Regions from separate parts of the Mus musculus genome. Here regions 1 and 2 are each linked to region 3. The links are chromatin contacts, called in public Hi-C and promoter capture Hi-C maps. All regions are on one chromosome and are shown on one strand. Each heading gives the region's core, a stretch centred on a gene start, on an enhancer-like site or on the middle of the called end of the contact. The rest is flanking DNA. Distances are from core to core; before and after follow the strand shown. Region 1 holds the start of Rnpepl1 (arginyl aminopeptidase (aminopeptidase B)-like 1). Region 2 has its middle 26 kb from the start of Pdcd1. Region 3 holds the start of Farp2 (FERM, RhoGEF and pleckstrin domain protein 2).

Region 1 (3,054 bases), core at 267-2,766, 600 kb after region 3:
CTTGTCCCTTTGTGGCTCCTGGCCTGTTCCTTTGGGCTCCCCAGGTGGGGGCAGATGAACCTTCCAAGGGCCCTGCAGAGCTGCTGCCTGTGCTCTGTGTATCCATGGTAGATGTCACATGAGCACTCTCTCCTACCTGGGGAGCTGGAGGGAGGAACCGTGCTTCAGGAGTCAAAGGTCCTGTTCCATTCTGCAACCCCATTGGCCCTGTGCTACCCCAACACTAGCTTTACATCCTTTGCTTTTTCCATCGGGACCTGTGGGATGGTGGGTGCTCTGTGCGGAAAGCCTGAGCAGAGCCCTGTGTGTCTATTAGGAGGTGGAGCACACCTGCCCCAGCATGTCACAATACAGTGTAGGGAGCCCAAAGCCACGCCTCACAGCTCACAAGGCCTTGTCTGTCACCCACTGTCCCTCGTTCCACCTCCAGAGAACAGACCCGGGTGTCCTCAAGCCCTGTGAAGGTGCAGGTCACAGGGTGGCCCTTCTGTATCAGGCGCTCTCAGAACACCCCTCAATGCTGGGCTCTTACAGCTGACTTAGCAGAGCCCCACCAGAAGCTGCTCTTGTACCCAGATACTGGTACAAGACGGGAAGTTGTCGTTCTCCCCTTCCCCTGAGAAACACACTGTTGAGTATCTCCACTGTCCACCGGGCCTGGACCTGGGGCTCTACTCGAAGAACTTGTAGGCAATATGCCACCTAGGGCAGACAGACTCTTGGTCCAGGCTGCCCCTCGCCCTCTGCAGGTGTCCCAGGGGCAGGGTGCAGCTGGCCCAGCAGTGAAATGAACGAGGGGTGCCTTCAAAACCCCGCTGACCGCCCACAATCCAGAAGCCCACCCGGGCGGGACTCACGGCCGGGGCGTCGGTCGAGGTGTAGCGTAGGATGACCTGGAAGGGCTGGTGCGCCTGCACCTCGGGAGGCAGTGTGACGGTCAGAGAGGAGCCATAGTCGGTGAACGGGTCCAGCCTGAAGGCCAGCGGGCAGCTGGCAGACTCCGCTCCAGGCGCATCGGCGAAGCCGGGCAGCGGGGGCCCCGACCCCGGGGCAGGGAAGGCGAAGGTGCACGGCGACTCGGAGACGGCGGAGGCGCGGCGAAACGAGACCGAGTGTAGGCGCAAGGCCGGGTGCGCGTCGAGCACGAGCGCGCGGGGCGCGGGCCGCAGCGCGCACAGTTCCAGCACCAGGCAGCCGGCCAGCTCACGCGCCTCGGGCCGCAGCTCCAGGCCCAGCTGCAGGTGGCGGAGGCGGAAGAGCTGCGCGCTGGAGGCCGAGGCCACGTCCAGGGCGGGCGGCGGCTCCGGCGGCGGGCGGGCGGGCGCGGCTTCGGCGCCGGGCGCCTTGCGGCAGCAGCACTGCGCCGCCATGACCACCGGCGCTAGGTGAAATCCATGGGCGGCGGCCACTGTAGGCCGCGGTCAGTGGGCGAGGGGCCCGGGCGGCGGTGGCGGTGGCGGTGGCGGTGGTGGTGGCGGCGGCGGCGGCGGCGGTGGCGGCCGGGCGCGGGCACAACAGGAAGTCGCGCCGGGAGCCGCCCGGCCCGTCCCCGCGCCGTGCGCCGCCCCGCTCAGGCTGGGCTCGGCAGCCACCGGGGGCGCTGTGTGCGGCCCCGGGCCTGTGCACCGAGACGCGGCGCGAGCGGCGGAGCAGAACGCGAGGCAGGACGCTGGGGAAGGCTGGGCATCTTCAGCCTGCGCGCTGCAACTATGGCTTGCGGGGTAGTCTTGGAGGCGGGACCGTCGCTTTCGCAGGGACGCAGGTGACACCTCTTCCAGTCGGTCCTCAGACTCCGGGAATGATTCTTGTGGTTACCCTGATGCGATTCCGCCAGAGTCCTCCAATTGGCCTGGGCAGTAGCCATCGGGTGCAAAGCGGCTTGGGAAAATGCACGGCTGTCAAGTACATAGTCCATAAAGGTGTGACTATTTAGATTCAAATTAGGCATAAAGAGAAGCTGTCAGTAGCACTGGCCGTGTTTTAGGATCGACTTTTTGTTGTTGTTGAGGTGTGTGTGGAGTGAAGACACACTGATGAACGCAGTTCTGCCTTGAGGCTCCTATGTAAGGGCTACAGAGCTGCAGGGGCATTTTAGGCTAGCACAACAAAACCGTTCAAAGGTTGAGCTGTCCAATACCAGTACCAATACAAGGTGTGGACAGAGGTGATCTGCTGTCTATCGGTAGGAGGAGGGACAGATTTTGAGGGAGAGGAACTTTTAAAACTGGGGGAATATTCTGGAGAGACACATTCTGTCTCCTACTCTGATAGTGTGGGTGAAGTGTCACTTCTGGGGAGTGCCCAGCTGTCTGGATTCAGTCTCCCCAAATGCAAGTCAAGTGAACCAGCCCTCTTTCCACAGGTGAGAGGTACGGCTAAGTCTCCATGCGCCCTCTTAGCTGGCAGTACCTGGGATCACTCCTGGAGCCCTCATTTCAGATTCTGCAGGAACTCCAGGGCTCATGTTGTCATTCAGAGGCAAGGACAAGAGGGAGGAAGACCGGGCTCAATGGAAACCCCTCAGAATTCCAGCACTTGGGAGGCGGAGACAAAAGCATCAATAGTTCCCAGTCATCCTTGGCTGTATACGGAGTGGGTGCAGCCAGCTGGGTTAAAAAGAGTAAAGGGACCCAGAGTTAAGGTTATCACTACTTTCAGGTGTCCAGTGGCCTGTCCACAAGATTATCTACGAAGGGATTCTCAGATTCTCAACTCAATTGGACTGTCCTGTTGGCCTGGGTTTCTTTTGTCCAAATGATGTAGATTGTAGGGGTCCCCCAGCCCAGTCTCAAGTTGTACCCCCAGAGGTTGGGGGTCTTATCATTTCTGTCTTGGTGATACTTCCTTCTGGAAACAGAAGTTGTTATATGAGACAGCCTTGGCCCAGCTATTCCACTTCTACAGACGGACTGGGTGTGCTGCCACCCCATATTTTTATAAGGAGCCAACACGGCTCTTTTGTGACTAAGAGGACATTTTGCACTGTGGAGTCAGTAGACTTCAAACTCCAAGCCTCCAAATGCCTTCACCATCATGGTGCCCAGCCCAAGAACC
Region 2 (3,092 bases), core at 559-3,058, 570 kb before region 3:
TGCATCAACCTTCAGATAGCTGAGATTACAGCTGTGCTCTTCATGGGTAACTGTGGCAGTTTTACAAAGTAGCGGAGTCCCTGGACATAGCTCTTGCCTTTGCCTGTGCTCAGGTGTTAGCGCTTTTCCTGTTGACTGAGAACTTGAGCATAGCAGTTTGTACTCTACCTGATTAGCTATGTCCTGGAAGAGGGGTTTCTGCACTACTCCATTTCGGTGTTCTGAGTTGCTCGGGCGTTCAAAGAGGGACACTTAAGAATGAATTAAGGGCTCCTGGCAGCAAGGAGATCAGCCTCTGTGGACTAGATCTCAAACAGCAGAGCAAAGGCATTATTTATTCATTGTTACACTAAAGCTGTTCTTTGAGTAAAACAAGTTCCTCATACCCAAAGCCCCTGCTCTAATGTTTTGGAAGGAAAACATCGCGCTGCTACAACTTTAGTCCTTATTGGTACAGTATCTAATAATGCAAGATGCTCTAGGTGTGCCAGGATTGTCTTGTGGCCAAAATCATGCAAAGGCTGTAAAGATCCTTCAAAGAAAAAAAAAAACCCAACTCTATAAATAATCATAGAAAACAACCACTGTTTTGCACAAAGATTTCTTAAAGGTCTAAGTCCTTCTAGGAAACCATTGATTCTGTTTACACTACATACAGTGATTCTCCTAAAAATTCCACTATAGTTCCAGCGTAAACACCCTGGAAATAAGTTTCTACACCTTTCCTGCTTAGGTGCACCACTAAACACAGGTTTATACACTATTCATAAATAGTCATAGCGTTGGGCAGTGTTGACTAGAGATTTTCTTTATGACCTTTGAAACCCTAACCCTAACCTTAACTCAAGATCCAACCTACACAGAAACCCTAAATACTAGCATTAACTCTCCTAAGCATCTATCCCTAACACTAAACACAAATCTACCTAACCCTAACCCTCTAATACAAACCATAACCCCAATCCTAACCTTTTAAACCATAGCCCAAAGGTTACCTCAGCCCTCTAAAAAGCATAACCCTAACCTGGGACTCTGAGAGTCCCCGCTTTTTCCGTGTTCTGCCACTAGGTGGGAGCCTCTACAAGCCATTGCTCGCTCTGTTTGGTTAGTCTTTTCGTCTCTGGAGAGTCTGCCGGTTTCTCCGGTTTCTGCCACTGGGTGGCACCGTCTGTACGCTGTGTGTCTTGATTTGTGTTTTTAAAATGTAAAAGTTAATTTAAAAAAAAAAAAAAAAAGGCTCCTTTCCTCTCCTGGACCAGAAATTTCCAGTCATATCAAATCCCAAATAGGCTCCTGAAGTCTCACACACACCCCACCCCCACCCCTGCCACCCAGGCCCCAATAGCCACCTTCACCTGGGCAATGCTTCAGGGACTGTCCATGGACCATAGTTCAAACATATAATGAAGTGTCTGAGAGATACCACTGAGCCTTACAAAGAGAGCAGACATTACTAGACAACTCTAAATCGCCCACTGATATAATCCTCCCACACCCAAACATTAAGGGTTTGTCTTTAAAACACTGTACCCTTGAGCTTGAACACCCAGAGACTTTTCAGATGCATAAGTCCATTCTTTCCTGGTCTGGCCATCAATACAAAAGGACTCATGCATTTTAATTGGCTTAATTGGCATGGTTATCATTAACTAGCTCACATGAATTATTTCTCTATCAATATTCACCCTAGGAACTCCTGAGAGACCAGAGCTTTTGGGTCCAGACTCCATCTTAGAGAACTTGACTTATAGTTGAACTCGAGTTAGCTAACAAGCCTGCAACTAGCAAGAGCTTCTAGGTTACTTCCCAACAAATCTACTCCTCCAGGGTACAAGCCTTCCCCTGGCTAACAACCACCAGTCAGGAGAAAAACAGAAGTTAAGCTTGTGGTTTGGCTCCCAGCCCCAGCCAATTATGTTAAAGGCCATAAAGCTCCCCTCGCCCCATCAATCAAATGTGTCCCAGGCTAGGAACCTTCTTGCTTGTTTGCTTGCCTCTATAAAATGCTTACCTAAAACTAGGCTCAAGGCTCCACCTTCCTGTCCTGCTTGAGTAAAAGACCCTAGTGCGATTGCATCAGAGTCGACTCCTTGGTGGTCTTTTGGGGTTTGAGAACAGGTACACCAACAGCTCAAAACAAATCTAGCCACGTTTGCTTCCAGGTGACCCAGATAGACTCTACCGTCTATTTACTCACCCACCTCCTCCATGCATTTTGGCATGGTGTGAACACAATTCCCATGACAGTCTAGATCACTACTACAGTCTGCCAAGTCTCTTTTCATAAAACAAACAAAAACAAAAAAAACAAAACAAAAAAATCCCTCCTGGGGCTCAGCAAAGCCACTAAGTCCCATACCCATCTGGAGGTCCCTATTAGATCAGCTTTCTCCTTAATTCTCCTGTGAGCATAGTTCTGTCTAGCCCAGAGAACTACAGTCTATGCATAGCTTCTCTTGCTCCTGGTTCCCTCCGTAGCACCTGTCCTATGTTGTTTTCAGTTCATGGACATCTACAGGGACTTCAGACAGAGATAACCAAGTGTTCCTAAGGGCTTTGAGAAGCCAGTCTATTAGGACCGGATTTCTCTCCCAGCCTCTTGGGTTTCGAAGCCTTTGCCTTAAGATGAGATGGGAAGTTACACTGCTATTTCCCTCTCTTCACAGCAGTAAGATGGGTCCCATCTGCTCTCATGTCCCACACCCTCACAAGGCAGGCTGCAACAGGCTCTTCCATTGCTTGTTTTAAAGCCTTTCCCAGTTCCAGAAGTTCAGGCACTGAACATTCTCTGATCATCCTCGTTTTTTCATATAGGGCCATTGTTCATACTCACATCCACACACTGGATGCAGGTGCTGGATGTGAGTATTAACAATGGTCCTATACGAAAAAACGAGGATGATCAGGGAATGTCTTCTATCAATAGCCAGGACCATGCACTCACTACTCCAAACTTACCTTGGGTTCTCTTATGTTTCTGTTCAGATGCCAATTATGTTGTGACAAGCTTTTTCTGGAGAGATGCTATACACACACGTGATGGCTATTCTCTGTTGTTAACTTGACTATATTTAGAATGAACTACAATTCAG
Region 3 (3,030 bases), core at 502-3,001:
AATACCCAGGGCTAGCCTGCGCTGCCACTGACTCAGGTCGCCCTTTCACTTGTCAGTAACAGTTAATGAAGTACTTACTGGATGCAGGGCATCTTAGCGGCTTTGAAAAACTGATTCTTAGTCATGGCAACAAGCGTCTGAGGTAAATACATTCTAAACCCACTCTATGGATGAGGAACCTGAGGCGGGGCAAATGAGAGATACACCTGAGTCCTCTCTGTAAAGGAATCTGTAGGAAGGAACCTAACTCGATAATCACCATCTCTACAATGTGGCAGGGCAAGGACACCGGAGAAGCAGAGGTTTACATGGTTGCGGTATCCCAGAGAGTCATCCACAACCCCACCGGGCAAGGTCTTCCCGTGCTTTATTTAAAACGGGGCTATGCATAGGAAGCCATGGCGCACCCCTGTGCTCCACCTACACTCAGCCCTCAGGTGGCTGACAAAGGAGGATGACGGGTTGGAGGCCAGCCCGGGCTATGGAAACTGTCTCAACAAAAAACGGTGGGGGACAGGGATATATGAAAACTTTAGAACTGACAACGAAACAGCCACAAAGCGCTTCACAAATGCCTTCCCACGTCCCGAAACTCACAAAACTTTTATTTGGCCTACAAGTAAAGGTTACTTCATACCTCCCCATTTCAAATGACCTTTCCATCTTGCTAACACTGTGAGAATCTGTGCTGCTGATCATAATGCCGTCTCCACAAGACCGACTCTAATTCGGTGCTACCCACTAATTACCAAATATTTTCACAGTGGCCCAGTCAAAAACACCTCATGGAAACAGAACAAAGCTAGGGAGAAAGGCCACCCCTTTAAAGATTCTGTCCGGAATCTTAAGGCTCTCCATTCTTTCTCAGCACGGTGTATCGACATTATTTCCTTCACGAATGCCTTGTTTTCATTTCAATTTTTCATCACCATTACTGGGACATGAAAGAGTTTAAGAAATCACTGCCACGTGTGTAAATGGCAAAGGTGCTTATAATCTCGGATGAGTAAAAGGCAGTGGGCCAGTACTGTTTCTAGATCTTAGCAGAGTAAGAATATCCGAGTCTCAGTTCTGAAGGAAAGGCCGAGAAGAAAAAAGAATGCCCTTCTGGGCTTTCATTTGTGGCTCCGGGTGCTGCTTCCCAAGGTGCTTTGTAGAGCACTGGCCTGGGGGTGGGGGCGGTCTTCAGCAGGACATTCTTGTGGCCCTTAACCCATCACGGGACACTCAGTGTCCACGAGAGATGCTGAGACTCTGATCACCCCCCTTCCTCGACAGCTGGTCTCCACGTGTGCTGTTCCTGTCCTCAGTACTCTGCTGACAGCCTGGCTCCTTGGAACTCTGCAGCTCTCAGCCCTCCCCAGACTGCCCATCTACAAAAGCAACTCTCCAGCCAGTCCTCAGCGGACATCCAGACTGGACCCGAGACTCTCCCTCCCTTCGCCCTCCACCGACAGGCCGTCCACAGACGTGTGTTGTCAAACGCGGACTCTGGCGCGCCTCACGAAGGCCTCAGAGCCGGGCGTGGACTTTCTCTGGTGGACGGCCAGCCTCAGGCCTGGTCCGGCTCGGGTTCCGCTGAGGTCCGGCCAACGAAGGAAGCCCATGCCCAACCCAGCGCCCCTGCGCGGCTCGCTCCCCTCCCCCGCCCACGGCCGCCGCGTCCTCACCGTGCCACACCGGCCTGCGCCGCCGCCAGCCAGGCCTCCTCCACGTCCTGCGCCCGCGCCGCCCGATCCCGACAGCTAGCTGCTTCCCCGCCCCCGCCGCGCGTCCGCCGCAGCCCCGCCCCCCCGCGGACGCACCACCGATTGGCCTGCGGGCGGGTCCTCCCGACCGGCGCCTGCGAGCGCAGCACCTAGCTCTGATTGGTGATCACATGGGACAGGGCGGGGCGAGGGAGCCCCATAAAGTCAGAAGCAAAGCTGTGCAGCTTCTCCGCGGGTGCAACAGGGCTTCGGCGGGCTGTGCGTGTCCTCGGCCCTGGGAGGGGCTTTAGGACCTGAGGACTCTGTGCTGGGTGGGACTTAGGAAACCCGCGAGTTCTCCGTCTTAGTCTTCGCTTTGACAAGGCGACGGGAGGATTCTATCTTGGACGCAGCTTTGGAACAACGGGAGGACTACCCCAGACCTGGACTCTGGAATGCGGGTGGCCCTGGGCGGGACTTTTGGCACAGGGGCGGGTCTCAGCCTACAGCCTGGCTTTGGCAAGCAGGGCAGCCCCGATTCTGGGTGGGGCCTTGGACTTCAAGCTCGCGGGACTATTCTGGCATTCAGGCCTCCCTGACTACTAGGCTCTTTCCTACCTTCCATCCGTGGTGCCCAACCAGGGAATAGTGGAACCGTGGTCTTTAGGCACCAGCTGTTCCTAAAGGGACGCTTTTGAGGTGCAGGCTACGCTAAGAGTCCTCGAAGCCCTCGCGGTTCCTTTCTGGATTTGAGGCTTTCTGGAAATGAAAAATGGTGAGACTGGATTCTGGTCCTTCCACTTCAGACTTGCAGCAAACTCACTTTCTTCTTCCATTGGTTAAGCGAATGGGCCTGCAGGGAGCCAGCCCTTTGAACCAGTCTAGGCTAAATAAATCCACACAGGCCCCCAAGCGATTCATATAGAACTCTAGCCTTTGGCAATAAGTCCTTAAGATAAGCAGGGAGGGCCTCAGCCCACTGGAGGGTGGGTGGGTGGGGGGGCTCTCTGCTTCTCCAAGGCAACCTAGAAGCTCAGGCTGACTGGGTCTGCAATTTTAGTAGGCTTCCCAACTTCCTCCACCACCTTGGCTATCCCTTATTTGTAACCAGCCACTGCCATAGCCACTGACTGTGATGTCCATCATTAAGAAAAGGAACTGGGCCGGGTGGTGTCGCACGCCTTTAATCCCAGCACTTGGGAGGCAGAGGCAGGCGGATTTCTGAGTTGGAGGCCAGCCTGGTCTACAAAGTGAGTTCCAGGACAGCCAGGGCTATACAGAGAAACCCTGTCTTGAAAAACCAAAAAAAAAAAAAAAAAGAAAAGGAGCTGGACTGGACAAG

The links. Hi-C and Micro-C count contacts between places; a contact is called where the count stands out from the background. Capture Hi-C pulls out chosen DNA fragments and counts their contacts.
Region 1: a contact with region 3 is called in a promoter capture Hi-C map of liver, with 2.6 times the contacts expected there. The contact joins the promoter of Rnpepl1 here to the promoter of Farp2 in region 3. A contact is called at or near these places in 3 of 39 promoter capture datasets (the SN4741 cell line, cranial neural crest and liver), 1 of 484 Hi-C or Micro-C datasets (embryonic stem cells), 2 of 115 datasets of contacts at active chromatin or transcription factors (embryonic stem cells and pancreatic cancer cells) and 2 of 9 other capture datasets (liver and pancreatic islet).
Region 2: a contact with region 3 is called in a Hi-C map of the G1E-ER4 cell line, with 7 times the contacts expected there. The contact joins the enhancer-like site here to the promoter of Farp2 in region 3. A contact is called at or near these places in 1 of 15 datasets of contacts at CTCF or cohesin (embryonic stem cells) and 4 of 484 Hi-C or Micro-C datasets (the G1E-ER4 cell line, embryonic stem cells and granulosa cells).

The regions. Positions count from the first base shown.
Region 1 is chr1:92,909,287-92,912,340 of GRCm38.p6, reverse strand. Rnpepl1 (arginyl aminopeptidase (aminopeptidase B)-like 1) reads right to left here and starts at 1,516. Exons shown (of 11, transcript NM_181405.4): 1 at 858-1,516. The coding sequence starts at 1,370. 5033417F24Rik (RIKEN cDNA 5033417F24 gene) reads left to right here and starts at 1,577. Exons shown (of 2, transcript NR_138578.1): 1 at 1,577-1,762; 2 at 2,363-3,054.
Region 2 is chr1:94,077,292-94,080,383 of GRCm38.p6, reverse strand. No RefSeq gene overlaps it. Among named protein-coding and RNA genes, the nearest start is that of Pdcd1, 26 kb to the right of the region's middle. Within about 2 kb of position 1,808, at least 39 of the 459 cell types and tissues checked have an H3K27ac peak or open chromatin away from gene starts, as enhancers often do. A contact at or near this core is called in the G1E-ER4 cell line and granulosa cells, where this site is marked.
Region 3 is chr1:93,510,825-93,513,854 of GRCm38.p6, reverse strand. Farp2 (FERM, RhoGEF and pleckstrin domain protein 2) reads right to left here and starts at 1,751. Exons shown (of 27, transcript NM_145519.2): 1 at 1,671-1,751.